Linked DNA regions of Rattus norvegicus: region 1 is linked to region 2. Evidence: chromatin contacts called from public Hi-C data. All regions are on one chromosome and are shown on one strand. The core of a region is the stretch at or near the end of the contact, and the rest is flanking DNA. Distances in the headings are between cores, read along the strand shown. Region 1 holds the start of Dpysl5 (dihydropyrimidinase-like 5). Region 2 has its middle 30 kb from the start of Tcf23.

Evidence for each region. A called contact is a pair of places that touch in the nucleus more often than the background predicts.
Region 1: a Hi-C map of the A7r5 cell line shows a contact between it and region 2, with 2.9 times the contacts expected there. The contact joins the promoter of Dpysl5 here to the enhancer-like site in region 2. A contact is called at or near these places in 3 of 12 Hi-C or Micro-C datasets (the A7r5 cell line, kidney and mammary epithelial cells).

What each region holds. Positions count from the first base shown.
Region 1 is chr6:31,377,781-31,380,928 of GRCr8, forward strand. It overlaps Dpysl5 (dihydropyrimidinase-like 5), which reads right to left and starts at 1,568. Exons shown (of 13, transcript NM_023023.1): 1 at 1,450-1,568.
Region 2 is chr6:31,095,014-31,098,318 of GRCr8, forward strand. No RefSeq gene overlaps it. Among named protein-coding and RNA genes, the nearest start is that of Tcf23, 30 kb to the right of the region's middle. Within about 2 kb of position 1,983, at least 10 of the 93 cell types and tissues checked have an H3K27ac peak or open chromatin away from gene starts, as enhancers often do. A contact at or near this core is called in the A7r5 cell line, where this site is marked.

The sequences.
Region 1 (3,148 bases), core at 318-2,817, 280 kb after region 2:
GTGCCCTAAGGCAAATCCCAAAAACAGCACGTGCTCTGAGGTTTCTCGGCGAGCGTTTTTTGCACCAGTACACCTCACACTTGAATTCTGGGGCGGGGGTGGGAGGGTTGCTTCGACGGCGGGCAGACAGTACCATGCAGGCTATTGTTCTCAGGGTCTCAGGGGCAGGAGACACCCCCCCCCCCAATCCGCCTCCCGGGCAGCATCTGCCGCTGGGCAAAGCCTTTCAGCTCCGCGCGAACAGGGCGTGCCGGGGGGGCGCTGCGGATTATCATAAAATCCTAAACGAGTCCCCTTCGGTTGTTCTAAGCTTAGAAACAAAGCTCCTAGACGAGCCAGCCCAGCCCTGTCGGGGACCCGCCACCCGAGCTCCCTGGCCCAATCCAAGGACCACGCCCAGTCAGAGTCTTAGGCCGAACAGCGACTGGCCTAGAGCTGGAGTCTTTCAGGCGAAGATTCGCCCCTCCTGCCCTACCCGCTTCATGAGGAGGACCCCTCCCCATGTCTGTCTACTCTCCTCAAACCCCAGAGGTCTCCACCCTCCCTTCATCTCCCCTCCCCTCTTCATTCTTCAGAGCAGCCTCGCCTCGGCGCCACCTGCGCGAAGCTTCAGACCCGCCTCCCACCCAATTCTCAATCCTTCTCAAACCTCCTCCCCTAGATTCGATCACCTGTCCCCACCCATCTCCCGGTTTCGGCTCAAATCCAGGCCTCTACCCCGGTTTGTCCCAGCCAGCTACCCAGGCCCGGGGCGTCGATGTCCCTCACTCGCCGAGATCGAAGCTGCGTGGCAGACTTGGCGACAGGGCTCCAGCGGAGAGACCTAGCGCCGCGCCGCTAGGGGCTGGGCAGATGCAAGAGGCCTTTGTGGTTTCAGCAGGTGCCTCAAGGGCCTCCGCTCTGCTTAGGGACAGAGGATACAGATGGTCGGGCTTTGGACCACGTTAGGCAGATATCAAGCCCGAGGCGAAAGAAAGCAAGGACAGTAAATCTAGGCAGTGGGTGGGAACCAGGGACAGCGGCGATCCAGGGACGTAGAAGAGGGCAGGTCCGGCCACCAGAGAAAATGCCCCTCACACATTCCCACCTTTTAGCCATTTACTGCACGTCGATCAGCTACGGCGGCGCGACTACTGGGTGCTAGGCGTGAACCCCTTCAACTTGGTCGCCTCCTTACTCTAGTTATTTGGAAATCTCCCCAGCACACACTAAACGCCTTAGGCGTCGCAAGGCGCCAAGCCCAGCCCCGTGGGCGTACAAAGACCCTGACTTGGCGCCCCACCTTAGTCCGGATCTCCCCGAATCCTAAACATCTCTTTCAGCAGCTGGGGGAGCCTAGGCGCATCCCAATTCCCTCCCTTTTGTGCGCCTCAGGAAGAAACTGAAAGAGGGGTGGATGCTTCAGCCTGGGAAGATCAAGCCCACCACCCTCCCCTCGCCATCACCCACTCCTCCAGGATGCTGCGATTGTGCGGGTCCGTCGGTCGGTCTCTGGGTCTCGCCGCGGCGCGGTAGCTGCGGGTGCACGGGGCGGGAGCCGCTGCTAGCGCGCTCTCTCGGTGGCTGCCTTGCGCGCCCGGAGCTGGAGTCCCGAGTGGCGAGCGGGGGTGGGGACGCGGGGTGGGGGCTGGGAGCCGCCTGGGCCAATCACGGATCCGAGGGCTCCGCCCCAGTGCTCGCCACCTCGCGCTAGCAGGTTAGGCGGAGGCGGGACCAGCAGCGCCCCGCATCCTCCGCGCGGCCGCCGCCTTTGGGACTACAAATCCCGACAGTCCTTGTTGCAGGCCCGGGGTCCAAGAGGGGACAGAGGGCATGGCCCCAGAACCTCGACAACCCCCAGCTCTCTAAGCGCCATTCTCAGCGTTCCTTTCTGGTCCCATGGTAACTAGCGACATTTCACAAAGGCCCGGCTCTGTGGCGGTATGGCTCGAGTCCCCTGGGAGGGTATGAGGCGGCTCCGGAGGACACATCGCATCCCCTCCCTCTGCAAGACCCCACCCGCAGGGGCTGAAACAATGCGGTGGCGGGGTCTCTCCGAGGCTGCGGGTCCCCACTTGCGCCATCGGGTTAACGACCTACCGAGTCTGAGACTGACGGGATTGCAGACTGTAAAGGGCGAGGGTGGTCAGTACAGGAAAACTGTTCTCATAGACCAAGGGGACGGGCACTCTGGGCGCCTCAGTTCCGCACCTGCCTTCCCTTGAGGTTTGGGAACCACTGTTTTGTCCAGCGCAGCGCTTGGACGTCTATATCCAGCCCAGATCCTATCCTATTTTTGACATCTCCTTTAAAAGCTAGTGAAACCTCTGGAAAGTGTGTGTGTGTGTGTGTGTGTGTGTGTGTGTGTTAAACTCAGTTCACATCAGCATCTCTCCATCTTTATTTCCTGGTTGCTGTTGTTTTGACTGTCTTGTTATGTAGCCTCTGCTAGCCTAGAACTTGCAGTGAACCCCCTGCCTCTGTCTCCCGAGTGGTGGGATTTCAGATGTACACCGCCGCGCCTGGTCCAGTTTCACCTTTTTTAGTACACACTTGACTTAACCACAAATAATCATGTAAATGGAGCCGGAGGACAGTCCTTTTTCCTTAACTAATCTACGGCTCAAGCCTTTCCCTGAGACTAACACAGGTCAGTCTATCATTATTGTGACAGTTTAAGTACGGCTTCAGAATTTGCCTCTCCTCACTTGACGTCACCCCAACGGTGTTGCAAACCCCGTGTTGAAATGCAACATCAATACTGCCCCCTCCCCCACTACCCTGGATTCCTGGGGATCTCCAACTGCTGTTGAAGAAGCCAGTTCTTTTCAGGGCTTCCCTCAGCTCCGGGGGTGGGGATGGGGTGTGAGTACCTTGGCTGCTTTCCTGAAGTGCTTTTCTCTAAGGCTATTTTCAAAGAAAATCGTGTTTTACAATCGTGTTTCGGGTGGAGGGAGCGGGATCCTCTGAATTTTAACCAAATGTACACCCAACTGCCCGTTAGAGGACCTCCAGTCTCCAAAGTGTGGGTCCCATTGGGCCATGTGCTCCGCGATCCATTCTGGATGCGTTTAGGGTCACACAGGCGTGCACCTAGGGGATGCAGGGTTACTCCATTTGGTCTCCAACTCTAAGAGGGGAAATTTTTTTCTGGTAGTGAGCAAGGAAC
Region 2 (3,305 bases), core at 733-3,232:
ACGAATTAAAAGCCAGGTGGAGGCTCACCCTTTAGTGTGGACACCAGGGAGACAGAGGCAGGTGGATCTCCGGGAGTTGGATACTAGCCAGGGCTACCTAGTGAGTCTGCCTAAAAATTAAAAAAGAACAAAAAAAAAATCAAAGTCTAGTATTTATGATGCTGCACAAAGAGTGGTAATTTTTAATTTTTTTTAAAGCAAAGGAGTGATTAATCACAAAGTCAGAAAGATAATGACATCACACTGGAGAGAGCAACTGTTGGCATCAGGGAAGGGTTTTTAATTACCTTCTGTTCTTATCTAGGTGAGGGCATTCTAGAGGTTAAACAACCACAGTTGTTCTTTGTTTTGTAGTACTAGGATTGGATTGAACTCACATGCTAGGCATGAGCTCTACCACTGAAGTGTATCCTAAGTTCTTTTAAATTATTCTTTTACCTTGAGATAGGGTCTTGAAAATTCTCAGGCTTGTCCCCTCCTTCAGTTTCTTTCTTTTGAGAAATTTAAAGGTCTTCAATTTTACTTTTATTCTATGTATGTGGATGTTTTGCCAGCATGTATGTCTGTGTACCATGCATGTGCAGTACCCATGGCGGTCAGAAGAGGGCGCTGGTTTCCCTCAGGTTGTAGGGATAGCCAGTTGTGGGCCACCACGTAGGAGCCAGAGCGCTTGACAACTGAGTCTCTCCAGCCTTGCTCAGTTTCTTGAATAGCTGGGTTACAGCTCTTTTGCCATGAGGCCCAGCTGAAGTAGATTTCATATGACCTCTGCATACTTCACCACACAATATTGTAAATCTACTAATATCATGATGGTACACATACAGATCTCATTTCCGTATTTTATTAAGAAAAAGTGAGCTGGCTGTGGAAGTTCAGACTTGTAATCCTATCCAGTTGGGAGGCTGAGCCAGGAGGATCACGAACTCAAGGTCTGTCTGAGCTTCAGAGTGAGTTCAGTACCAGCCCGGGCAAATGAATGAGACCGTATCTCAAAAATAAAACCGTGTAGGGGGTTGGGGATTTAGCTCAGTGGTAGAGCGCTTGCCTAGGAAGCGCAAGGCCCTGGGTTCGATCCCCAGCTCCGAAAAAAAAAAGAACCAAAAAATAAAAATAAAAAAAATAAAACCGTGTAGGCACCGTGTCACCTGTCTGTAGTCCCCGCATCACAGCAGTGGAGGCAAGAGGAACAGAAGTCCAGGATCACTCTTGGCTACATAGGGAGTTTAAGGCACCAACCTGGGCCACAGCATATCTGTAATCCCAGGACTCCGGAAGCTGAGGCAGGAGGATATTAAAAGTTGAGGTCAGGCCCATCTACATAGTAAGTAACAGGTCAGCCAGACGGCCTCAAAACAACAAAACAGAGAAGGGTGTAGTTCAGCTGCTACAAAGGTTGCCTCACAGGAACTTGATCCCCAGAATCACAGTCAAACAAACAAGCAAACAAACAAACTAATATGAATTAAAAGGTATTAAAAGGTAAAATTAAGAGTGTTGAGGCTGTCACTCAATGATCTAAAAGCTTCTTCCCTACCGGCTGGCTTTCATAGTGTGAGAAGGCACTGTGTAGGCTACTGAAGGAGAAGACATTGATATTACCAAATGGTGAACGCTGGAGGCTGAAGAGGGAGCTGCAGACAAGGCGTGCCCGCTGGTTGACATGACTGTTAAAAGGGCAACCAACTGCTTTCTGCTTGGACCTGCAGCAGTCTTCACCAGTGAGACTCACAGTTGGTTTTGTAAGCCTGTAGCTCAGGAGGTCCTAGGTCCTAGAGGGAAGCCACTATTGTTGTTCTGTCACACGGTTTCCTTTTAAAGCAAGTAAGCAGCAATTAGTGGATAAGTGACTGTTGAGTGCTTAGCCCTATGGGGGCCTTGGAACCACTTAGGAAAACAACGCCTGCCCTCTAATGTAGCAGTCAGTCGCAGCTACACTACTCTTAAAAATTCCTGAGTGGTGACACAGTCCCAAAACCACAGGGACCAACATTCCAGGACTCCAATAGCTCATTTTCCTAGATCCCTTCCACAGCCACCCGCAAACCCCCTTACTCATGGCTCGACATTCTTAGGCCAATCTAGGTCAAAAAGAAATTTTATTTACACTATTCTGTGTGTGTCTAAGTGAGCTTATGTAAATCATGATGTGCAGGTGCCAGAGGCTGGCTCTGGAACTGACATTATAGGTAGATGTGAGCTCCCTGGTGTGGGTGCTGGGAACAGGTCCTCTGGAGGATCAGGAAGCTTTCCTAGCCACCATAAGTGGCTGTTACACTGGCTTCCCCCTCAATAAAAGCCTGCACTGTCTTGGGTTCTAGTTCCCTTCTCACCCGTCTTTCCCTTTCCTTTAGGGCTAGTGCTTGCTAAAGGTCCACCTTGAACTAGAACACTGAACTTTTGTCATGCTGGACCTGGTCCTGAGGTAGAGGCAGAAGGTAAAGGTCAAGGTCATCCTTAAGACACAGAAAATTCAAGGCTGATTTAGCACAAGGATAACCTTATTTCAAGAACAAAAACAAAAACAAAAAAAACCCAAAAAATACCAGGCAAACAAAACCAGGGACCAGAACGGTGGCTCTGTGGTTAAGAGCACTGACTGCTCAGGCAGAGGATATATGCATAAAAATTAAAATCTAAATAAAAAAATAAAGAACAACAAACTAAAATCTTATGAAGACAATGTTCAATCTTTTATGGCTTCTGGGTTTTGGAAATTGTTGACAAAGACATTGTTCACCTGAACGTTATTGTTGCTGCAATTCTAGTTTGCTTTTGAGATGCGAGCATCCTGTGGAGCCTACGCTAGTCTTTTTTTTTTTTTTAAGATTTATTTATTTATTAAATATAAATACACTATAGCTGTCCTCAGACACACCAGAAGAGGGCATCAGATCTCATTACAGATGGTTGTGAGCCACCATGTTGTTGCTGGGAATGGAACTCAGGACCTTTGGAAGAGCAGTCAGTAATCTGTAACCTCTGAGCCATCTCGCTAGCCTTAGGCTGGTCACAATTCTGAATCGGTCTCCCATAGGTCGACACCACTGAGTGAGTGAAAACTCCTGACAGAAACTGTCTGCTGAGATTGACAGACTGATAAGGACTTCAGTTCGGCGAAGAGGCTGCAGTGGTGCAGGTCTCAGGTCATTTCTTTACCGTGGGCTAGTTTAGCCCTCCGGAACAGCCATTTCTTGCCCACCTCTGTGTCAGAACTACCACCTGTGACTAGCAGACAGACAGAAACCCAGGTAGACCAGGAGCTTCCACCAACCCAGAAGCTGAAATGTCATCGGATAGCATCT